Regions from separate parts of the Mus musculus genome. Here all the other regions are linked to region 6. Evidence: chromatin contacts called from public ChIA-PET, Hi-C, HiChIP or PLAC-seq, Micro-C and promoter capture Hi-C data. All regions are on one chromosome and are shown on one strand. The core of a region is the stretch at or near the end of the contact, and the rest is flanking DNA. Distances in the headings are between cores, read along the strand shown. Region 1 has its middle 17 kb from the start of Musk. Region 2 holds the start of Inip (INTS3 and NABP interacting protein). Region 3 holds the start of Svep1 (sushi, von Willebrand factor type A, EGF and pentraxin domain containing 1). Region 4 holds the start of E130308A19Rik (RIKEN cDNA E130308A19 gene). Region 5 holds the start of Snx30 (sorting nexin family member 30). Region 6 holds the start of Ecpas (Ecm29 proteasome adaptor and scaffold). Region 7 holds the start of Hsdl2 (hydroxysteroid dehydrogenase like 2).

Region 1 (3,453 bases), core at 436-2,935, 640 kb before region 6:
CAGGTCAGCCAGGGCTGTGTAGTAAGGCCCTGTTGCAAACAAATATTTCTACTATCTCCGCCTATAAATGAGGCCCTGTTCATGCCATTGATAACAATAATTATCATTAGAACACTTAGTTTTCTAATTTTAGTTTTTAAAGGTGAATCAGGTCAATTGATGTCCCATTTAGCTTGTGTCCTCTGGATCCGAGTGTCCCTCTGGGATAAAGGAGGTTGGTAGAGCAGTCACAGAGCTAAGCATGTCCCCTTACACCACCTCCTTCCTGGCAAAACAAACTTGTCAACCATCCCCAGCCCACTTTCTACCGTCCTCGTACCACATTCATGGGCTCATGCGAATACTGGAATCCCAGTAAACAACTGGACCCTGACCTCACCTAAGACCTTGGTCCTCACTTCAGGCTCCCTAAGAAGGTTCTGACGCCTGCTGCACTACATACGCAGAGAGACAGAGAGTGGTACCCACAGGTCATGCTGCATATTTCAGAGACATTTACTTACGCCACCTGAGAAATGGAATTTAGGCACGTGCACAGCTGTGCTCTAAATCCCCATGGGGCACAGCTGGCTTAGGTCTACAGGCCTCCTGACAGCTCTCTTGGCTGTTCCCATGCAGCTAGCTAATAGCGACCAGGACAGGTGCAGGACTCCAGCCTTTCAAAGTTTCACTTCTTTTATCAGCAGCGCTGATTTTGTAAAGTATGAAGGTTACCAACCCATTCCTACCCAAATTTCCTGGTAACCCAGTAGGGTGTCCTAGGGACCCAGGTGTTCCTAATAAAACTTTGACACATCTGGATAGGACCGAGCCCTCAGGCTGTACTAGACCCTGCCAATCAAGCACACAGGCACCCTACAGGACCTGCCAGGAAGACTGGGGGCTATGAGTGCTTTGGGTTTAACTTCCTTGTCAAGATGAAACTAAAGAACATTGGAAATAAGGCATTCCTCTAGTCACTAGTAGTTGGTCAGTGCCAGGCTCCTTGTCACAGAAGTAGCTCTTCATTGTGCTTCATATCCCAAAGTGCAACAACCCGAAGAAACCTCATTTCCATAGTGAGGGTCAGTATTTGCTGCTTTCTGAGCTCTGAGAAAGAGATTTCCTGTCACTCTATAGTTTTCCTACCCTCTGTTCTTCCTGTTAAAACAGTCTTTCTCCATTTTCTTTTTTAAAAAGTTACTTTAAATAAGCTTTTTGTGCACTGTAGTGAGTAGCCAGTTATAAGCCCTGTAACAAATATTTATCCTTAAATTCTGTTAGAAACCAGGGCTATCTCATTCCTGATGTTTATGTCTGAGCTTTATTTGCACACAAATCCTGGTTATTCTCTCACCCTGCTATCATGAGAGAAACACTGTAATCCTATTGAAGTGTTTGGGACTGGAGTGTCTGTTTATGTGTCTCTGGTACATACATGAGATATCACATATCCTGCTTATTATTTTGCCCAAGTTCTGTTTTGCAAGTTACCATAGACATCAGTTTTTAATCCAGTAAGAACAGTGTGATATGCAAAAGTGTGTTATCATACAATGCCAAGTTCAACTGTCAAGTTTCAAACAAATGTTTACATCAATCTTCTGCGGCAAACCTTCATTACTTGATGTGTGGGGGAGTTAAACGTCCATCTGGGTATGAGTTAGAAGTCTACTTACTGCCTGTGAGTCAGGCATGGACTAGGCTGTGGATTGTGCCATCAGCTGGCCTGCTGCATGACACAGAATTGTCTCCACCAGCCACAAATTACATCTGTCTATGCCTCTATTTGTTAGACAATCTGGCACCAGGGACAGCTGAGAAGAAAGATTTTAAAACAGCTCATTTGATTGATGTGTTTAAAGCTATCTCTAAATCCAAATAAAAAGCTAGGTGCTATCAAGAACACATAAATCAAACATGACCCTCTTTGAGCCCTGACAGGGTCTGGCTAAGGCCACGTGACACCCACGTGTGCAAGCTACAATTGACTTACATTCAATGTTAGACCAACCAACCAACCCACCCACCCCATATTAAGGACTCAGAGGCCTTGGCTTGTACTGCACCATAAAATAGGTCACATTTTAAAGTTGGCTCAGCTGTGAGATGTAGTGCAAGGCCCAGCATGTAAGCCATGATGAGACCAAACTCAATGGTGGAGCTTAAGATTTCTGTGAAGTCTCAGTTAAAAATGCAAAACATGGTTGATGCCCAGGAGGCTGTTGGGAGATCACCTGGGACCAATGAGTGGGCACAATACATGGTGTTATAAAATAATGATACTTGGTAGCTAAATGCCAATCACTTGAACTTCACATTGGGAGAACCCAGTGCTGGGCCGTGAGGAGTTATGGTAACAACTTTTTATGCCTATGAAAACTCTGTTTGTGGGACAGTACAAAGTACAGCATCAGGTAGAGCTCAAATCAAAACAACCCCCCCAAAACGCCCCTTTTGTTGCCTGTCATTCTCACTGTCAACAACCAACACCAGCTCTATCTAATGTATGCTATGAGGAATTTTCTAGAAGAGTGTGAAGCTCTAGAAATCAACCACAAGCCTAAATACGTAAACTAGAAATCTGAGTGAAAAACAAGGTCATGGCTGGGAGGCACTTTTTCAAGTTCAGCCCAGGAGCTGCTGGACCCTGTGACTTCCTGTCACCATGGCTGATCCTTCAGACTCTGCTGCTGCTGCCATGCGCCATGATGAATGAACCCTAAAGCAACATTTTGCTTTGTTTTTGCATGAAGAATCTCATTGGCTCATCCTGGTCATGTGATCATGCGATATGCTTTAGTTACATGGAAAGTAGAATCTGGAAGCTGCAGCATCATTAATGATAGACAGGGTCTTGATGCCATAGCAGGTCCTGAAAGTGGAAGGGTGAAGGGCCTGGAGACTTAGGAGCAAAACTACATGTCTGTGCACACACACACACACACACACACACACACACAACACACTATAGCAGTGGTGAATTTCTGCATTAGAAACTTTAGATTTTTGTTTACTTATTTACACATAATTAAAAACTTGCTTCTATCTTTTCTAATTTGTTGTTGTTGTTGTTGTTGGAGATTGAACCCAGAAGTTTATACATATTAGGCAGGTGTTCCACTCCTGAGATGATATCATGAGGTCTGAGAATAACCCATGAGGCATGCAAAGTGATTCTGTCTGTTCCTTTTAATTTTTTTCCTTTGCACCCTTCGGCATATAGCTTTCACTTGGCAGCCACAAAAAGGCACAAAATGAAAGAAAAATCATGCAAGAATAGCTCTCATATCCCTGCATCCTATGGAATCCACTTCCTGGGATTCTTCCCCAAATACTCCTTTTCCTGACCTCCTATGTGCCTAGTTGACTTCTCAGCTCAAACGCCAATCTGTGTGAGCATCCTCAGACTCCCATGTGTTCTCAGCACACCTCTCTGACACTGTCCTCTCTCCCCTCTTCCCTCCTTACAAC
Region 2 (3,111 bases), core at 125-2,624, 870 kb after region 6:
CAAATTCCTCATGCACTTCATTAAATGAACATTTTTTTTTTCTAGGACTTAAGTTGTTAATACCAACATTTAGCATAACTTTTAATTTACATCATCAAGATGTATTTACCAAATATATCAACCTTTTGTAAAGTATCCACATAATCAGTGCTAGGAAGAAAAATAAAATTCTATAAAAAGCACTCTCCGTTCATTTAAAAAACAAATTCCAGCATTTGCTGTGCTGGTGAAAGAAAGAAGGAAAGAAAGAACCAACCAACCTAACAAGTATCTACTCTGCGCCATATATTGTGTAAGATGTGTCCCCAAAAATGTTTTTTAATGAGCATTTTTATGTACGTGGAGGCCAACAGTCACAAAACTAGTAAGGAAACCTGGACTCCTGGTTCCTTTGTGTGTGTGGTGCATGTGTGAGCAGGGCAGGAAAAGGCATCAGATGCCTTGTGCTATCACTCTCTACCTTCTTCCCTTGAAAACAGGGTCTCTCACTGAGCCCGGAGCTAGGCTGCCACCCTCACCGATCCTCCGTCTCTGCCTTCCCTCAGCTCTGGGGTGCAGGTGTCTGTCTTCGGCCATGGATGCCGGGAGATTCCAACACAGACCCTAATGCTTGGGCAAGTGCTCTTACCGGCTGAGCCACCTCTCCAACCCCAAGCCTGCTCATCTCTAAGTTTAGAAATAAAAGTTTTGCATTTGGCCACGCCGGAATCACAAGACAAACTCCTCGACCCTTGAGTTTCATTCAAGTAATCACACGGGATTGGGGATGGAGGGGGCGGGGGAAGGAAAACTAATTTAACAAATGTGCTCTTTAAAAACGTGACCGCGCATAGCGGTAATTCCAGCCCTCTGGAAGATGAGGCAGAAGAACCCCGAGTACCCGGCCAACCAGGGCTACACAGCCCGACCCTGACTCAAAACAAAACAAGGCGCGAACGGGATTGCGGAAGTAGAGAACTATTGTTGAGCGAAGACACGAGCTCTAAGCAGATGCCGGGTGGAAAGGACTCGCGTCTCCCACGGCTGGGGCTGGAGCACGGCATGGGCGAAGCCGAGCTCGTACCGAAGGCTATCAAGGCCACCCTGAGAAAGGGTCAGGGTGACCCAGGAGTCCCCGCCCGCGCGCGGGGTGGGCGAAACCCAACGGGAAGTGAGAAACCCTCGCACACTATGCCGCGCGAGGCCGCTGCCCCGTGGCCAGCGTTCGGGCCACCCTTCTCTTGGCGTCACCAGTCCTTTTTACTTACCCGGAATGCGAGGAGCCTGGAGAAAGCTCGCTGTCCGGTCGCAGCCGTGCAGGGGGGCGCGCCCACGCAGAACCCGGCGAGAGTGCAGCAATGCACCGCGCTACAACCTTCCCGCCGGCACCAACTTCCGCCTCCTGACTGACGGGCCCCCTGGAAGCGGAAGTCCCGCCTATCGACTGGACGCAACGGACGCTACCCCAAGTGATTCGTAGTTTAAGCGTTTCTTCGGCCGGAAAGGGTTTCCCTTCCGAAGAATGACAGTCGAAGAGGCTCACGGGAGATGCAGGCCGTACAATTGGGGGCGGAGCCAAACGCTGATTGGCAGGAATAGAGCAGGGTCCCTAGCACCTAAATTGATTCTTTTTTTTTCCCCTTCAGGTTTGCAGGAGATTAGCTGTCTGTCTGTCTGTCTGTCTGTCTGTCTGTCTGTCTGTCTGTCAGGATTTATTTAACCCTGATGTTAATCCACTTCAGTAGAGCTTCAGAGGGAGGTTGAGCACACTTTCAGGTTTTAACAACCATCCCAGGAATATTTTTGTTGTTTACCGTCTGAGTCAATAATTATACACAAGGTGAGCACTAAATAGGTACAAGTTTTCACTAGTGTGCATAATCTGAATTTTAAAAATGAAAGTGTCGGCTGAGAGCAGTGAGGCATGCTTTTGATCCCAGCACTCTTGGAGGCAGAGACGGATCTCGGATCTCTCGAAGTTTGAGGCCATCCAGGTCTGCATAGCAAACTCCAGGACAGTCAGGATTACACAGAGAAACCCCCGACTCAAAAGCAAACAAACAAAAGAGTGAACGCCACACCAAGATGCTACTGGAAGTTACCCTATGCTGCATAGCCTCACGCTAAATCCAGACGTTTACCTTAAGACGTAAAAGCGTTTGCCAGGCGGTGGTGGCGTGGGGGGGGGGGGGGGGGGGCAGAGCCAGGCATAGCTCTATGAATTCAAGGCCAACCTTCAAAGCGAGTTCCAGGACAGCCAGGGCTACCCAGAGAAACCCTATTTGCAAACAAACAAACAAATAAACAGAAATGCAAAAGACATAAATATGTTTTAAGGTGTATTTGTTCTGTGATTATCAACCACTCTCCACAACTTGCACCTGTGCTCTTAATTAATATTTGGGATGTTGGAGATGTAGCTAAATTGGTAGAGTCCTTGTCTAGGACACAGGAGGCCCTGAATTTGATACCTCACACCACATAAAATTGGGCATGGTAGTGTATACTTCTTAATCCAGCCTTGGGAATTTAGTGGGAAGAGGATCTTTTGTCCAAGGTATGTAGCTTGAACAAGGAACATAGCAAGTTTAAGGTCAGTATTGACTACTTAAACCTTATTTCTAAAATAATAATTGATGTTTGCTAATGTTTACAATGCACAGTCCAGGACTGAAACAGTAAGTTCAATACCAAAGATTTACTTAGTTCACAGAAAAAAAAAATTGTTGCATGTTTTCCACGTGCTAGGTGCTTGCTCTACATTAGTTTATGCCTTCCTGTGATTTGTATATGGGAAGCAGAGGTGTTACTACATTGTATCCAGCAATGAGCTGAGCTAAAACCCCAAAACTCTACCAAATTCTTAACTTCTGAATATTGTCTTTGCCCTAGAATAGCAGTTTTCAACTTGTGTACAGGGATAACATATAAGGTATCCTTCATATCAGATATTTACACTATGATTCATAACAGAAGCAAAATTACAGTTATGAAACAGCAGAGAAAATAATCTTATGTCTGGAGTCACCACAACGTGAGGAACTGCATTAAAGGGTCAAAGTATTAGGGATTCCTCTGGAACCAGCTCATTGTGATTCCCCACCCCACCCCACCCCCGTTGAGACAGGGTTT
Region 3 (3,206 bases), core at 74-2,573, 710 kb before region 6:
TGTTTAGGAAGACCTGGAACATAAAGTCATGGTGGCCAATGGCTGTCATCCCCGCGCTTGGGAGGTGGAGGCAGGAGGATCATAACTCAGGGACACGCTCTGCTGTGTTGTAAGTCGGAGACCAGTCTTGGAAACACGAGAGAGCCTATCACAAACTAGTAAACAATTAAAGTCTGGAAGCAAAGTTACGAAGTCTATGTCATGAAAAAGAATTAGGACTGTCCTCAGCTCATTACATGTCCCATCTTCACAAATATTTGTTAACCATACCTGTTTCAGCTTGTATAAACAGTTTCCTCACAAACTTAAGTGAGCTTAAAGGTCCCTTCCTACTAGGGTCCCTCAAGGAACCCTTTAAGAAATGTGACACCTCCTTAAGCATTTAAAAACCCATTTCAGTCTGGACCTTCACTAGGGCAGCAGGAGAATGGTCATATTTGTGCTTCTTGGGACGCTGGCTCCCCTTGGACACCTTAAGCCTTGCAGGAGCTGAACCAGGCTAGAGAAGGGGTTGGCAGCGGTGGGCAGGAGGGGCCCCAGGCCGCTGGCCTGGGTGTGTGGGGGTCTTACCGCGGCTTGCTGGAAGGCGCCCTTGGTATAGGTGCCACCACCGCGGTAGGTGATGGCCGGGATCTCGCGGCTGAGTAGCGCGCACTTGTGTTGGTGCGCGCGGCTGGTGGAGATGTAATCCACGCGCGCCACCACGTTGTTCTTGGATGAGAAGGTGACGATGGCCACACGCGTGGCCGTGGACACCACGGGGAAGTCGGACAGCAGCTTGCGCACGAACTTGAGCTCGTTGAGGAAGTTGGTTTGGCCCACGCTGGACGACTCGTCCACCAGGAAGACGAGCTCCAGGCTGCCGCTGAGCTCCCGCAGTCGCCGCACGCGGCTCCGGAACGCGCGGCCCAGGCGCTCCACTTTGCTCCCTGCTGCCTCCTCCTCACTGGACGCGGGAGGTACCGCCAGTCTGCCCAGAGCCCCCGGAGAGGCCTCGGGGAACAGGCGGAAGCTGAAGTTGAGCGAAGGGGCCACGGGCTGGAAGTTGGTCCAGCCTGACACCAGTGCCAGAGCCCAGCAACAAAAGGCCAGGCGCGACCACATCCCGCTGGGGACCGAGCGGTGGCCCCGGGGAGTGCAAGGCGACAGTCCCCGAGCGCGCAGAGAGGCGCCAAGGTTCCCGGACTAAGCGGAGGGGACCCGGGGTAGCAACCGCGAACCTCAGCGTCCTTGCATGTGACACTGGGGACACGATCCAGACTCCTCTGGCAGCTCGGGGACTCGGGAGGGACTGGAGGGATGTGCTCCTCTGACTCTCGGCTATTTGGTTTCTCTCCTCCTCCTTCTCTCTCCCGAAGCCTATAAAATGTTTGAAGGAAGGGGGCAGTGAAGTCAGAGTCGCTTCCCTCCTTCTCTGTCTGTCCTCTCCTTCCTTTTCCCACTCCTCTCCCTATCTCTCCTCTATCTCTCTCCTCCCCCCTCTCTCTTGCCTGGGATCCAGCTAAAGACTCTTGGAGATTCCATGACACCAGAACCCCTCGCCTGTCATGCTGTCAACATTCCCTCACAAGCTCACTGATTGATCCCATATGTCTGGCAAGGAGCTGCGGAGGAATGCGCTGGAGATGGATGTGGATACCGAGAGTGCCACAGTAATTGGAAACACTGGAGAAGAAAACACACACGCGGGGCTGGCAGAGTTGAAAGCATGCTTTGAAAACTGCTTGCTCACCTTTTGGGGTTCATTCCACTCTTGGGGGGTGGGGTGGGGTGGGGATGCGTGTCTAAGCCTCCCAAAGTGGATATTTGCATAACTTTCCTGAAGGGTCTGTCTGGTGAGTGGTGCAGAATCCTGAGAACCTGTTCAGATCTCAGGCTGTTGAAGTGGGTGGGGCCCACCCGTGCGCATCACATACGCAGAGTTATCGTTCACCTTTCCCGCGGTTAATCATTCCTGTATTGTTCATTCTTTCCTCCACGTAGCAGCTTGCGATGCTCTATAGGTAACACGAGCAGGGGAAAACTGACATGGACCTGTCCTCTAGGAACCTGTAGCAGGTAAAAGTGATGTCACCATCAACTTGATATTCATACGTGAAACGAATATGTATGATTACACATGTTTATGTGTATCACATATGTATATATATATATGTATATATGTGTGTATGTATATATACATATATATATGTATACACACACACAAAATTACAACTGACCTTGCTTAAACAGAAGTTTGTCTTGCTTTCAAAGGCAAACTTGACTTTAGCCAAGGCCAGGCAAGCCTTCTATGAGGACAGAAGTTTATGCTAAATTTTGAACTATAAGTAGACACCCTGTGATATTAACACCCTCCTCTTTTTATTTGATGCAACAGATTAGATCGTCCTGGCATATATACCCTTTGGAATACCAGCTGCTACTTGGAGTGATTTTTCCAATTAAGACCTCAAAGCTGTGCACGCTGAAGCACATACTTATTACATGAAAGGCAGAGCCCTTGCCTAAAAGATTCCAGCTAGGAATCAGGAACTCTGCGTAGTTATGTAAACCCCCATCACCTCTGGGCTTTGGTCCAGTGTCTACTTTTATTTTGCCTTGGAATCAAATGACCCCAGAGTTCCGCTGCTCTCCAGCAGTGAGTGGTTTAACTCCAACTCTATTTAATCAACTACCTTCAACATGAGAGGTGTCAGAGCGTGCAGGCCCAAGTGGCAGGGCTCTTGGATCAATTTCCCTGAAATGAAACCCTGGCTGTGCTATTTATTGGCTGTGTCAGTTTGCTCATTTGGAAAATGGAGGAATAATAACATATCAAGGATTAAATCATTAAATAGTAAAACTCTTAGGGATGTGTTCAGAACACAGCATGTGCTCAATAAACGCTGGCCAGTCACATCACTTCCTTTATTCATAATGCTTTCCAAGTCCCATTTCCAGCACTGATCATCAAGAATGTACTTAGTTGAATGCAAAATACTAAAAACTGAAAAGTGAGATGGGACCCCATTCCCGTCCTCCCAGTCAGGTTACTCCAGAAGAAAATGTAGATTTGAACACTGCTCCACAGTTGTCTATGTGGAAGAGGGACAAGGAACAGGGAGAAGAGAGACCTGGATCTTCTGAGAAGGGCTAAGATCTCATTTGACTTGGAACTCTTCTAGGAAGAGTTTCCAAATGTCATCTACCCCGTGTTATTTTAAACA
Region 4 (3,564 bases), core at 93-2,592, 710 kb after region 6:
ATCAAATTTTCTATAGAATAGTAATGTTAGTAGCACCAGTTTTGTAGCGTTCCTAGGACTAACTGAATTAACAACTTACTAAGTGCTTGGCACAGACATATCTGGGAGGTGCTATGAAAGGGGTTTTTAAACACACAGCCTTGTCTCAGTGGTGCCATGCTGTGTAGGTAGCTTTTAGTGCCTTGTGTATCAGAGCACCTCTGAGAGTTTTAGCTGTTACAACGGCCCCACTCCTGGGGTGGGATGAATGTGTAGATGCCAAAGTACAGCTCTGAGCTCAGTGAGTCTACTCTTGAGCCAAATACAAATGATGGCCAGCAACATGGATTCAGATTACCCTGGAAGACATGCTCCACTGTGGAAGTAGTTACATTAGCTTTTATTATTATTATTATTATTATTTACAGAAAAAAGGAAGTCATAAAATCAAGGCAATTACCAAATGGCAAGGCCTGCAGGTTGGTGGATTACAGCAAAGTGGGCCAAATTTACAAGTTTCAGGTACTGATGAGATTTGTAGCTTTTGAATCAGTGGAAGCTAGAGGTCAGCTGACAATACATTTCTTCCTTCTTTTTACTATTACTACTACTATTATTATTAGTGGTCGTTTTGCCAGCATGTACGTCTGCACCGCTCTGTCGTACCGCGGGGACTGAACTCCAGACTGTTGTGAGATACTGCCGGGAATCAACTTGGTGTTCTGGAAGAGCAGCCAGTGCTCTTAACCACTTTTTTAGCCACTGCTAAAAAAGACATATTAAAGAGTTTCCTAAGGTCATGAGGGTATTAAGTTTGATGGGTAGGCAATAAATAAATTATTAAGGCGTGTAGAATCTTTAACACCTTGCACTATTCTTTATTTTTTTCCCTGGGAACTCCAGTTTATTAGATGTGTGTGTGGATGCGATGCGGTGGGACATTAGGACACTATGGAGTAAGTACACTGCGGGTCCCAGGCCACCCGGCACAACTCTGTCTGAGGTGTCACACACCTCTAACGCGATCAAGCTCTGCTTACTTCAAGTGTTTAGGCTGAAGTGCGCGGAGGCCAGGACAGCGGACACGCGTGGAAAGTGGCACAGACCGTGCGTGGGTTCTGTACCTGTCGGAGCGACGGGGGCCGAGCTCGGCCGGCTCCGGGCTGCTCGCGTCGCTGACAGGAGCTTGGCCCGCGCCCCCTCAGGGCAGCGAGCGCCGCGGGTCGAGCGCCTTCCGCGGGCGTCGCTACACACTTCCTGTAGGTCCCGCCGCCTGAGGAGCGCTTCCGGTGCCGGCTGAAGCTGGGGTCCGAGCCCCCGCCCCGCCCCTCTCCGGCCCCGCCCCGCGCGGCCCCGCCCCCGCGCTCCAAGCCGGGCGCGCGGAGCCCGGGGCGCACGGAGCGGCGCGCGCCGGTGGCCGAGCCAGGCTGGCGCCTGCGCCCCCCCCTCTCATCGCACCACCGCCGTCACCCGCCGCGCAGCCCGTGGGGCGCCCTTCCCGGTTCACCGACTCCGGCCCCGGGGCCTCCGGCTGTGGTGCTGCCGCCCTCCGTCCCGCCGTCCCTCCCCGTCCAGCTCGGGCCGCCGGGCTCCCGCAGGCCCCACCGCCCGCGTTCCTATGGACAGACGCACAGACACCTGCAGGTGGGTGAGAGCCCGCGCGGGGCTGGGGAGCACGCGGGCGCGGGGCCTCTTTGTGTGTGGGCGGCCGCGCCGTGACCCTCAGAACCTTCCTTTTGTCTGCTCCGGGCCAGCGAGGCGGGAGGGCGCTAGGGGCGGAGGGGTCTGCGGGCGCAGAGCGGGGCGCGCACCGGTTCGCGGCCGGCGGCGTCTTGGCGGGGACTGTCGGTGCGCCGGCGTCCCCCGAGCTGGGCAGGAGGGCGGGACGGAGGAGGAACGGTCTGCCTAGCTAGTTGCAGAGTCTGAGACACCTCGGGGCTCTGCCGGACTAGCTTGGTTGTCCGGAGGTACCGGGAGGTGCGTGTGGGGCGTGTAAAGGAACGTGCGGCGCTTTGCTCCCTTATTTATTGTTTCTAACGGAGGAGGGCTTTCTCCCAAAAGCTCCCCCCAATCTGAGGCTGCGCACAGTGATTTGGGTTTGTTATCAAATAGATCAAGAAACCTAGTGTCCTGGAGAGAGGAGGTTGAGCTGACCAGCAACAAACACATCAGATGAAACAAACAAACAAACAAACAGACAAACAAAAAATGTTTGTGGTTTTCTTACGGCTGACTTTAATTTAAAATGTTAAAGGTCAGGCAGTGACTTAAATGGAGAAAATCGAACATGGCTGATTTTTTTTTTTTTTAATATTTTTAAAGAAATTGTTTTGAAGTTGTGGAGTAAAGTTTTTTCTTGTGGTCCTTAGGATTATCACCGATAGAGTAGTCTACCTACTAAACAGTTAATTGGAGTGTCATGTAGTGACAGCTTTTATGGTAGGGCTTGCATTAGAGAGTAAAACAATGATAGTCTTTCCATGCAGGCTAAAACCTTTGTTTTCCGTTTTAAGATAGGAGATTTTTTTTTTTTTCATAGCATATGAAGAGAACGTGATGTTAGAAGTGATTTTTCCCAGCGGTATTTCCTTATTTTACATGATACATTTATTCCTTACATGCGTACAAACCAAGGGTAGGGTTGTTGTACGTTAGATATAGTGTTTTGAAAGGTGGAAGGTAGTAGCTCTGTTTTTTCTTATTTGATTAGCTGGCTTACTTCGTGAACAGTTGCTATGTGTTCATAAATGATCAAATAATAAATGAAGTACATTAAGCATTCATAAAATTCATTTCACAGACTCACGTTTCTATGTAGGTATTGGGTTATGCACTATGTTAATCTGTTTGTTCCTCACTTTTAGAAACTTTATTTTTGTCTACTGTGAGAATTCATATTGACATACATAAGTCTGACTGTTACCGGGAAATGGTTTTTGTTTTTAATAGTTTTGAGGAGCACTAAACAGCCATTTGGAGAAAATGGAAGATTCCTTTAAAAAGAAAATCTAAATTTGAAGGGAAAAATACTATGGTATGAAAGCTCCTTAAATTTCTATTAAGTTGTTAAAATTTTAAGAAAAAATACAATTCAATGTACTTTTATTCAAGTACCCTATTTTTTTCATAAAAGAATTTAATATGCTTAAAATAGTGACTTTTTTGTGAGAGGAAAATTTACCCTAGATTCTTGCCCCAGTTACATTAGATTAATGATATTGTATACCGAATTTTTATAAGTTATCAGACTATATACATTTATACACACTTGATATCTAGAATATCTAGAAGCAGTTTCCTCTACCATAGTTGATCAGGTTTTGTTGTGACTTCCGGTCTAGATTGGGTAAATGGATTTAAACTATACAAAGGGACAGAGCTTAGTGTGTAGCTCTGGTCCACTCTGGCCTAAACCTTTCCAGCCTCTCTTATAGAAAGCTTAAAGAGGAGTCGTGAATTGGGTTTGTTGTTATCAGGAACAGAGAGTTCTAGAACAGCGTCAGAGTTGCAGCTCTTTGGCACTGGTTGAAATACTAAAGAAGACAGGCTAGCAAGCTGAATTGCTTGTTTATGTATTTATTAGAC
Region 5 (3,251 bases), core at 73-2,572, 890 kb after region 6:
TTTCACTTCACCTCATTGTCAAATCTAGGTTCTGTATAAAAGCAGTGTTGTTTTAAAAATTTTATTTATATGAGTACACTGTACACTGTCGCTGTCTTCAGACACATCAGAAGAGGGCATCAGATCCCATCACAGATGGTTGTGAGCCACCATGTGGTTGCTGGGAATTGAACTCAGAACCTCTATAAGAGTAGTCAATACTCTTAACCACTGAGCCATCTCTTCAGCCCTACTTCTGTGAAATCTTAAGAGCACCATTATGTTGAGGTGGCCTAATTGTTTAAATAAATAACAATATTCAAGAAGAAGATCTGCCAGATATCTATAGATCAGTCGTTTCTAGTTATATTTGTATTGTTTACTTTAATGAAGATAATAGGGTATGCAATAGTTTTAGGCAGCTCCTAGATATAAATGAAGTGACAATTTTGCCCAACTCAGGAGATCAGACCCTAGCACTCCCATGAGGCAGATACAGCATTTAAAATTGCTGTTTAGTGCCCTTTCAATATTATTTTCCCAACCAAGGCAGACTGCTCTGGAGGAGATAAAAGACAATGGATACTGTACTAAGGGCTCAACTCTTTGGACTACGTCAGAAGGGGGCCACTGAAGTTAAATGAGACTCTGGTAGTTATTTTGGGTTGGTTTCAATTCTGCATTCTACATGTTTTGTTTTTAGAGAAAGTGTGACAGATAGAGAGAGACCTTTGTGAATCCCAATGTTAAAACCTGTCACCATTTTTTAACAGGAAAACTGGACAAACCTAAGAAGTTCAAGGACTGGAAAAAATGTCTTTCTTCACAGTGAGCCCCACACAGTATTTACGTGTTTGCTAGATGGGCAGATGACCCTCTAACTTGACCTTCGAGACTGAAGCGCCAGTGACAGGTAAGTGGAAAAGGGGACAATGATATACTTTAAAGAGCTGGAAGTAAAGCCCAGTCTATCTCCACCATGGCAGCGAATAAAAGCTCTGGAGAATTCAGTTCGGCCCGAGGCCAGTATAGGAACCATCAATGCGTGAAAAACAACTAGGACCTCACGGTTCTTGCAGACCTGGTTGGCTAAGTGTGCACGTCAGGACCGTAAATCATTTGTAGCACACGCTATTTACGGATGCTCATGCTTCTGAGGTTTCGCCTTACATAAACCCCGCTTAGCTGCAGAAGCCAGTCGGTATGGGGACTTCAGTGTGGAGTTGAAGACATACCACACTGCCTCTTTAAATGTCCTTCTAGTTTTTCTACTGGATGTTCTCTAGTTCCTCTGAGCCACGTAACCCTTTACGATACTAAGACACGCTCCACATTTTTATTTCTTTCTGCGTGTGCAGTGTGGCTGGAAGATCCTAACTCACACTGATGCTTTCTGAGCCCCCAGCGAAGCTGCCAGTGGGCGCACTTCCTGCCGGGAGGTGGGCGGGGCGGGCCGCCTCCTCCTTCAAGCTCCGCCCCACCCTGCGTCCCGCCCTCCCTCCCGGCGGGCAGAGGCTCCGCGGGGGCGGGGCTGAGAGCCGTGGGCGGCGTGGCGCTGCTAGCAGGGCGCAGGGTCGGAGGTGCTGGGGTTTGGCGCGGCTTAGCCCACGGAGCTGTGGTGTAACGCTCGGGAAAGCTCAGCCTCGCGGGCAGGAGAAGCATCGGGCGGAGGCTGCCACCACCAGCTAGTGCAGGGCCTCGGGCCGAGTGGGGCGGAGAGCTGCGGGAGTAAGCGGCGGCCCGGGTCCCGAGCGCTGCGCGCCATGGCGGGCGGGCCCCCCAAGGCCCTGCCGTCCACGGGGCCCCAGTCCTTGCGCGACATGCCGCACCCGCTAGCCGGCTCCAGCAGCGAGGAGGCCGTGGGAGGCGACAGCACGCCCAGCCCGGACCTACTGATGGCCCGCAGCTTCGGTGACAAGGTGGGGCGCTTGGGGCTGGGGACTCCTGGGGCGGAGCGGGAGGAGGATGGATCCAGGACCACCCCTGACACTGGGCCGCGCTCATCCTGGCGCCCCTTTCCCGGAGGTTAGGCGTGCTTTGGCCCCAACAGCCCTTGGCCAAAGCCTGTCCTCTCACTGCCCCCGCGGGGTCGCAGCTGCAGGCTAAGCGGCCAGAGGGCATGTGTTTTCCCTGGCTGAGAGTGGCCCCGAGCGCGGGTGACAGCTGGTGGGGAGGGGTTCGGGTTGCAGCAAGCATGTGGGGACCCGGGGCGTGTGCTGCGGTACTTCGCCTCTGTGTCCCGAGAATGAGGTCCCTCACCCCTCTAGGTGCATTCCTTGAAGAGGAGCTGCAGAATAGGAATAACTTGTTGGCGCCTCCAGTTTCCCCGGACTGCAAAAAAAAAAAGCAAGAGTTAATGGCTAATGGTTTTCCGGGGTGGGTCTGAGCAGCCTTGCTCATCTTCTCCCCAGTCGGTCATGTGGGGAGTGATCTTTGTTTAGGTTTGCTGTTTGCCCCAGGAGTCACCTGACTCCGACCTCAGCGGCGGCTAGAGGAGAGTCTCTGGTTTTCTGTCTAGGGCTTCATTCACCTCTTATAGCGAACCACATTGATTAGGTTTGGCAGTGGCTGGTTTTGTGGTTGACGGAAAGCAAGCTCGCCCTTTGACCTTCTTTGTGCAGAGGGAGGCTCTTGGTCGTTTTGCTATACTCTCCTGCTGCTTTGAGAGACAGCAAAGTCCCGTGGGGAGGAGGAAGAGACTGCATCTCCCCCCTCCCCGCCCCCATCTCCATTTCAGCTGTGACCAGGATTTTGAGCAGCGATTGTATCTGCGCTCCTGCTGCCACTTAGTCACGAGTTGCAGACATTCCAATTGTTCTTAGCACTTGAGATCAGGGTCTCTTCCTCCTATTAAAATAGTAAATGAATTCTTCCTTTCCGTAGTATTAATGGAATGAGTGGAATTGGGAGACTTAACTTTACTTCTTCTCTTAGATGGGAAAGGCATGTGGGAGGTAACATTTCCTATGGGAGAGTGTGACTTGCTGGGCCTAAGCTCTCAGAATGACCGGGAAGTGATAGGGATTTATAAAGCCTAAACTAATGAAATGGATACATTGAACAGCTCAAAATATGTTCTTGCGTTCACACTGGTACCTCTGTGGTCATTGCTTTTTATAGATTTTAAGATTATGTGAAAACATAGGCAGCTTGCAAACCCTCCCTTATGTTTGACATTCAAAGAGTGATCATTGAATGCCTGAATGATAATTTTTTTCTTATTATTAGCAGAGACATTGATTTTGAATGGATGTAGAATGGGAACTAAGGTT
Region 6 (3,064 bases), core at 507-3,006:
GGGAGTAGGTTTCTCGTAAATACCCTAAAGCATTTGAACCAACCACCCAAAACGCAATCGATTATCCTACATATCTCACGAAAACTGAATATTTATGACCCCAGAATAGGCTGACAACATCCTAGAACTACACTTCCCACAAAGCATAGAGTGGAACACGGGCAGCAGGCTGGGCGGCCTGGCATTAAGGGCGACCACTGCTCCCAGCGAGCTTGGATCGTCATCCCCTGGAAAATCGCAACGCTTGGCATGGAGTGGGACTCTCTCCTTTCTGACAGCTCCGTCACCCTCGTTTTGTTTTTTGTTTTGTTTTGTTTTTCTGCCATTAACAGCGGCCCTATTGGCCTTTACAGCTTCAACCTGAAAGTCATCTCCCATCTGTGACCTTTCTGCCGATTCCTTGGAGGTGCGGGAAAGGCAACCCTCTCCCCTTCCCCAAAGCTCCACGTCCAGAATTCGCCCGTCAGTCAGAATCAAGGGACATGCGGGGGGTCTGACGGAACGGACGGGTGGACACAGTCCGACCTGGGGGCGACAGGCCGCGCGCCAGCTCCGGTAGCAAGCCAGGGGCCCGGGATCCCCCCAAAGCCCGGGCCGAAGCAGATTTCGAGCAGGGGTAGCTAAGCCCGGGGCTCTGGTTTCAATTTCACGACGTGACATTGCAAACCTGCGGCCTACGAGCGCCCGCGGCGGCGGCCCGCGCCTGTTCGCCCGCCCTCCCGCCAGGCCTGAGCCCCGGAGCCCCGTGCCGAGACCACCGCACACCCACTTGCCCGGCCCCGCGCCCCCCCAGCCTCCCGTGTCTGGCCGGGCCCAGCCCCGGTCCTGCGTGGAGTTAAATCCCGCTCCCAGCTGCAGGCTCCGCGCCGCACTTACTCAGCTCGTCCTGGGAGGCGGAGGCGGCGGCCGCAGCCATGTTGCGCCCGGGAGCGAGCGAGGGAGGGGCGGGCGGGCGGCCGGCGAGGGGGGCTCGCGGCCGTCGCCGTGCCGTGCCGTGCGGTGCCGCGCCGCGCCGCGCCGTGCCGCAGGGGCCCGGAGCCGCCTCGGGTCTCTCACGCGGGCCGCGCTGCGCCCTCGAGGCCCGCCCGCTGCCTGCGTCCTCTGCGCTGCGAGCGTCGCTCTCGCCGCGCCTCGCGAGCTCGCGACTCGGGAGCTCCCTCTCAGCCTCGCGCCTCGGAGGAGCCGCTGCCGCCCGTGCGGCCGAGTGACCGCGCGGCGGCTCTTCGGCTCGGCGCCCGGCTTGCTAGCCTCACGCCGGCTCTTATATTTAGAAAGAGCTGAGCCATCCTCCCCCCTCCCCCTCCGCCTCCGCCGGCCCCTCGCGCGCCCGCTCGCCCGCCCTCGCTGCCTCGCTCGCGCCGCGTCCTGCCCACCTGCCGCCGCCAAGCTTCCCCGGCGCGGAGCGGGAGACGCAGACGCGGCGGGCCAACCCCTGGACCTGAGCCTCATTCCCTCAGCCGCACGCAAGCACGCGGCCTCTGACCTGAGTCGGAGCCGGTCTCCATAGCCCGGGATGCTGCGGCGACCCAGCGAGGTGGAGGACGGGCCGGGCCCGAGGAGACGCGCGGCCGCTCCGGAGGAGCCTGCGTGCGGCCGAGCGGAGCCGGGCTGTCCTGGCTGCCGCGGAGAGCTTCCCCGCCCCGGGCTGTGGCGTTAAAGGTCTGCGGCTGTCACGTCCGCCTGGTCGGAGCTGGAGGAACACGCGCCCGGACGGAGGAAGAGACGCGGACTCGGAAAAGTAGAGCGGGGCTCGAATCGGAGGAGGAGGAGGAGGAAGAGGAGGAAGCCCCGCCCTGCGCCTCGCGCCCAACTTCTCGGCCGCCGCGCTGACTCAGGCCGGGCCTCCGAGCAGCCCCGAAGTTAAAGCCCAGAGGGACCTGCACCGAGGGCTCACCCTGGGGGATGCTCCCCTAACGTTAGCCTCCCGAGCGAGCTGCGAGCCAGGGAAGGGCCGGAAACCACGATATTTGAGCTACCAAGACGTGCTTTAGAGTCCTTCTTCTTAACCCGAGTTTAGTGGCAATCCCAACTTTTAACTTTAAGCCTCTCGTTGGTCCATGAGGTCGTGTACAGCTGCAAAATGGAATTCAAATCAAGGGCTTATATGGTTACTATAAGAACAACCAAAAAAAAAAAAAAAAGAAAGAAATTAGGTGCCAGATCAAAGACATTTTTAGAGGAAAAGAAAATAATCGAGACCCTAAATGAACTGAAGTTGCATATATTCCCGCAAAATGGAATCCCTAGGGCCCTAGATAATGCCTTGAAATTTGAATACATGCGGCTCCCAATGTAACTTAGGCAAGTACGAGATAGCAACAAACACTGACCATGTTACTTCCTGTATTAATTTTACATTTACAAAGAAAGTTACATTATCTTTGTCATTATCATAAAAATAAGAGTCCTTCCTCCTAGTTCAGCTACCTCACCCATCTCACACCCAAGAGAAAAATTATTAAATGTAGAATTTGTTGATGCTTCAAGACCTAGTTCTGCACACATGTATAGCCCCAGGTTCAGTTTGGTTCATAGTGATAAAACTTGGATATGGTCTCTCTCTCTCTTTCTCTCTTTCTCTCTCTCTCTCTCTCTCTCTCTCTCACACACACACACACACACACACACACACACTCCTTCCCTGCTGCTTGTTTTGCCTAATGCTGGACTTTGGGACAATAATTAGATCCTGAGAGTCTGGCCTAATCAGAGGTTAATACTGATTGCACAGCTCCATTGCCCATGGAAAAGCAGGAGGTGGGGCTAACTGAAGGAAGTATATCACTGGAGGTGTGTTCTTAGGGACTGTGTTGCAATGGCCTCTTCCTGTCATTGCTGTCTGCTTCGTGTTTGCCGTGAGAGGGGCTGCTTTATTTCATCACACACACCCTGCCACGTGTCCAGCCCCACCTCAAGTCCACAGCAATGGAACCAAGTGACCATGTACCACACCTCTGAAACTGTGAGCCAAATACAGTTTTGTTTTTTTACTCATTTTAAATGGTCATAAACTTGTCACAGTGACAGAAAAGCAAACACAGGTGGAGTCCAGGTTCTGGGTAAA
Region 7 (3,075 bases), core at 21-2,520, 670 kb after region 6:
CAGGCCTAAGTAAAGGGGGTTTATAAAGAAAAAAACCCGCAAGCGGGTTTTTGTGTTGGCAATATAGGAGAGGGTAAAGGAATGCTGTCCTTTAAACCTGATAACATTTGTTCAGACAGCAGGGCAGAACCGTGTAGCTGAAAAGGTACCTTTCTGACCTGGGAAGAGTAACTTGTGCTATCAGAACCGCTTCTGATATGTTTACAACCGGCCACAGCTGTCTGGGAACGTTTGTCTCTTTTTCATAGTCTAAGAGTGGGCTATTATCATTTCAAGGGTATTGGCTTCGGTTTCCTTCAACAGCAAGGAGCCATCTGCACTGTGAGAAATGTTGGTTGTTAATCAAAAGGGGTCGAGTTTAAGTGACGTGGAGGCTAGGGTATGCTGCTTTTCTTTTGTTCTCAAGGCTGGCATTTGCCTTTCCCCACCCCCCGCGGGGGTGGGGGTATCGTCAGGGAGAGGGAGGGAGTAATAACTGCTCTAGCTGCGCAGGGTCAGGAGAGTGTAGGATTTGATGTGCAGGTTTCTCTTGTCTGAGCACTGGCTGCTCTTCCAAAAGATCCAGCAAGTTTGACAATTAGGAGAGTATATACCTACCTGTCTTAAGTTGTTTTCTGAACTAAGCTTTAGATAACAACCTCGTTAGCATCTTTTTCTCCCGCTACAAAATACAAAACAATTTCATTTCCTGGGTAGCTCAGTTAGGTATAACTCCAAGAACGAAACTGAATCCCAGACTCGACCTCATTCCGGCATTCATTCCAGGACTGAGGATTCCTTCTCCAACCTTGATTTCTGTGGCCCGGATCATACGATGAACGCTTGCGGGAGACCTTTGCAAAGATCTCTTCCAGAAACTCCTGTCTCCAGACACTGGAGGTCAGGCTAAATTTAGATTCAGTGGCAGCGAAAATGAGAGTGACCGGCTTCTGCAAAAAGCATTTTTCAGATGTCTACAAGTGTTCTTCGGAGAGAGCGCCTTGGCTCGGGGACAGACAGGGGAAAACGACGCCCAGCACCCTCAAGTCAGTCCCCGGAGCGCCCCTCAATCCGCCATCTGGCTGGCTGGGAGCCGTCGATGCGCCGAACCTAGGCTGAGGAGGAAAAGCCTACGTAGTAATGATGCTCTAGACACGCCAGTGGCCCACAGGAGAAACTGATTGTCACCTACAGACTCGGGAAAGGGGCGGGGCGGAGGTGTACTCCAAAGCGCCTGCGCAGAGCGTTGGTTTCCTGGGTGTCGTTTGTAGAACTGCGGGAAGAACCGCCCAGTGCCCGGTGTGCGCAGGCGCACACCGTCTTGTAAGCTCTCGGTCTTGTAGGATCTCGGTCTTGTAGGAGGGCCGGTCCCCGAGCGGGTCTCGGGGCGGGGCCCGGGGCGCGGCTAAATGCGGAGAGAAAGTTCGCCTGTCACTCACAGCTCGCTGCTGTTCCACTGCCACCAAGTTCTCTGAACTGCGAAGGTCATGCTGCCCAACACTGGGTAAGAGGACGGGGGTGGGATGGGGTCAGGGGCCAGTCGGCAGGTCGCCGGCGCAACCCAGAGCCGCGCGCTCTGGAACACCGGTTCGCGGAAAGATAGAGTCGCTGGGACCTGCGCATGCACGAGAACCCAAAGTTCTGTACTACTGAGACTCAAAAGTTGTACACTGCAAGGGGCAGTGGTGTCAGATACTCCACGGGGAAAGGTCGCGAGCGTAGGTGTCCCCGACGACCCGTTGTAGCCCCATCTCGCCTTTAGCTTGGCCTGGTGACAATGTTGCTTTCATCTTCTAGGCGAAAGGTCGCTTGAGACAGTGACTTCAGATTTTCTGTTTGTATGCTTGATTGTAGAATAATAGAAGAATGGTGTTTTGAAAATGGTTTTCAAGTTAGTAGCGAGTTAAAATGTTACAATACGAACATTTCTGGTAAGGGGTTTATTTATTTATTTTACTTAAAAATGAAGTATATTTATCCCAGCCTAGCCAGGTGCGGTGGCGCCTGCTTTTAATGCCAGCACTCAGAAGCAGGGTCAGAAGATCTATTGATTCGAGGCTGTTCTGGTCTACATAGTGAGTGTGCTAGGCTCACTCTGTCAGCAAACGCTACAGAGTTAGAACCTTGTCTACACCCCCTCCCCCAAGCCCACTTATATAGAGACACAATTGTGCAGCCAGTCACCAGGACTTTACAAAATCAAAACAAATACCCATTAAACAATGTTCTTCCCGATTCTTCTTGCCCTTGGTTCCTGCTGAACTCAGGTAGGTCCACTATGTTCTATAAAGTTTATCTTAAGCAGAGTGACAAGTTAAGCCCATTCTGTAATTAGTTTGACACATATAGACAGCTAAAAGACTTAAATAGTTCAAAAGGGTATAAGTCTCTTTAAAACTCCAGTTTCTTTCTGTTTGTATTTTTTGTACTTATCAACATATTTTGTATACCTTACAGGGATACCTTCTTTTTAGAAAATAGTAGCAAACTCCATTTTGGGCTTGCTGTTTTTACCTGACATGTCTTGGCACATACTTAGGTTTCCAGTACACACAGCTTGTCTTTGTCCTCTTGTTTTGTTTGTTGTTGTTGTTTTGAGACAAGGTTTGTCTGTGCCCTAGCTATCCTGGAACTCTCTCTGTAGACCAGGCTGGTCTTGAACTCAGGGAGTTCCTCCTGCCTCTGCCTCCCCAGAGTTGAGATTAAAGGCATGAGCCTGTCCTTGTCCTCTTTAATGGTTGCAAACTATTATTGAAGACCATTATGTACTTAACCTGTTTCCAATTGTTGGATATTAAGTCATTTCCAGCTGTTTGTTATCTTTTTCTTGGTGGTGTTTTATTCTATCTTTGCTTCCATTATTATTCTTTTGTTTTATTTTGGTTTGAATTGAATGTAAACGGGGCTGGTGAAATGGCTCAGCGGTTAAGAGCACTGACTGCTCTTCCGAAGGTCCTGAGTTCAAATCCCAGCAACCACATGGTGGCTCACAACCATCCATAGTGAGGTCTGACACTCTCTTCTGGTGCATCTGAAGACAGCTACAGTGTACTAATGAATAGTAATAGATAAATCTTTTTTAAAAACTATTTAAAA

What was found. Promoter capture Hi-C pulls out the DNA fragments that hold promoters and counts their contacts. Hi-C and Micro-C count contacts between places; a contact is called where the count stands out from the background. ChIA-PET counts read pairs in DNA pulled down with a chosen protein or histone mark. HiChIP or PLAC-seq counts read pairs in DNA pulled down with a chosen protein or histone mark.
Region 1: a Hi-C map of muscle stem cells shows a contact between it and region 6, with 5 times the contacts expected there. The contact joins the enhancer-like site here to the promoter of Ecpas in region 6. A contact is called at or near these places in 2 of 39 promoter capture datasets (the 3T3-L1 cell line and cranial neural crest), 7 of 484 Hi-C or Micro-C datasets (the HL-1 cell line, cortical neurons, embryonic fibroblasts and 2 more), 5 of 115 datasets of contacts at active chromatin or transcription factors (astrocytes, bone marrow-derived macrophages, embryonic forebrain and 2 more) and 1 of 9 other capture datasets (embryonic stem cells).
Region 2: a contact with region 6 is called in a Hi-C map of B cells, with 10 read pairs. The contact joins the promoter of Inip here to the promoter of Ecpas in region 6. A contact is called at or near these places in 3 of 484 Hi-C or Micro-C datasets (B cells, CD4 T cells and Th1 cells) and 1 of 9 other capture datasets (liver).
Region 3: a contact with region 6 is called in an H3K4me3 HiChIP or PLAC-seq map of embryonic stem cells, with 5 times the contacts expected there. The contact joins the promoter of Svep1 here to the promoter of Ecpas in region 6. A contact is called at or near these places in 6 of 39 promoter capture datasets (the 3T3-L1 cell line, 3T3-L1-derived adipocytes, embryonic stem cells and 2 more), 2 of 115 datasets of contacts at active chromatin or transcription factors (the NIH/3T3 cell line and embryonic stem cells) and 1 of 9 other capture datasets (embryonic stem cells).
Region 4: a contact with region 6 is called in a Micro-C map of embryonic stem cells, with 8 times the contacts expected there. The contact joins the promoter of E130308A19Rik here to the promoter of Ecpas in region 6. A contact is called at or near these places in 7 of 39 promoter capture datasets (the C10 cell line, the HPC-7 cell line, fetal liver and 2 more), 2 of 484 Hi-C or Micro-C datasets (both in embryonic stem cells), 2 of 115 datasets of contacts at active chromatin or transcription factors (cardiomyocytes and memory CD8 T cells) and 2 of 9 other capture datasets (adipose tissue and liver).
Region 5: an RNA polymerase II ChIA-PET map of memory CD8 T cells shows a contact between it and region 6, with 25 read pairs. The contact joins the promoter of Snx30 here to the promoter of Ecpas in region 6. A contact is called at or near these places in 2 of 39 promoter capture datasets (liver and pre-B cells), 2 of 484 Hi-C or Micro-C datasets (B cells and CD4 T cells), 2 of 115 datasets of contacts at active chromatin or transcription factors (memory CD8 T cells and pancreatic cancer cells) and 1 of 9 other capture datasets (adipose tissue).
Region 7: a contact with region 6 is called in a promoter capture Hi-C map of pre-B cells. The contact joins the promoter of Hsdl2 here to the promoter of Ecpas in region 6. A contact is called at or near these places in 8 of 39 promoter capture datasets (the C10 cell line, hematopoietic stem and progenitor cells, hippocampal neurons and 3 more), 2 of 484 Hi-C or Micro-C datasets (B cells and embryonic stem cells), 6 of 115 datasets of contacts at active chromatin or transcription factors (astrocytes, bone marrow-derived macrophages, effector CD8 T cells and 3 more) and 2 of 9 other capture datasets (adipose tissue and liver).

What each region holds. Positions count from the first base shown.
Region 1 is chr4:58,267,401-58,270,853 of GRCm38.p6, forward strand. It overlaps the pseudogene Gm30907. Among named protein-coding and RNA genes, the nearest start is that of Musk, 17 kb to the right of the region's middle. Within about 2 kb of position 1,686, at least 18 of the 459 cell types and tissues checked have an H3K27ac peak or open chromatin away from gene starts, as enhancers often do. A contact at or near this core is called in the HL-1 cell line and muscle stem cells, where this site is marked.
Region 2 is chr4:59,782,481-59,785,591 of GRCm38.p6, forward strand. Inip (INTS3 and NABP interacting protein) reads right to left here and starts at 1,375. Exons shown (of 5, transcript NM_001013577.1): 1 at 1,248-1,375.
Region 3 is chr4:58,205,273-58,208,478 of GRCm38.p6, forward strand. It overlaps Svep1 (sushi, von Willebrand factor type A, EGF and pentraxin domain containing 1), which reads right to left and starts at 1,324. Exons shown (of 48, transcript NM_022814.2): 1 at 571-1,324. The coding sequence starts at 1,104.
Region 4 is chr4:59,624,869-59,628,432 of GRCm38.p6, forward strand. It overlaps E130308A19Rik (RIKEN cDNA E130308A19 gene), which reads left to right and starts at 1,343. Exons shown (of 4, transcript NM_001015681.2): 1 at 1,343-1,623.
Region 5 is chr4:59,804,328-59,807,578 of GRCm38.p6, forward strand. Snx30 (sorting nexin family member 30) reads left to right here and starts at 1,323. Exons shown (of 9, transcript NM_172468.2): 1 at 1,323-1,898. The coding sequence starts at 1,743.
Region 6 is chr4:58,910,993-58,914,056 of GRCm38.p6, forward strand. It overlaps Ecpas (Ecm29 proteasome adaptor and scaffold), which reads right to left and starts at 1,757. Exons shown (of 49, transcript NM_172381.3): 1 at 1,484-1,757. The coding sequence starts at 1,505.
Region 7 is chr4:59,580,293-59,583,367 of GRCm38.p6, forward strand. Hsdl2 (hydroxysteroid dehydrogenase like 2) reads left to right here and starts at 1,271. Exons shown (of 11, transcript NM_024255.3): 1 at 1,271-1,483. The coding sequence starts at 1,467.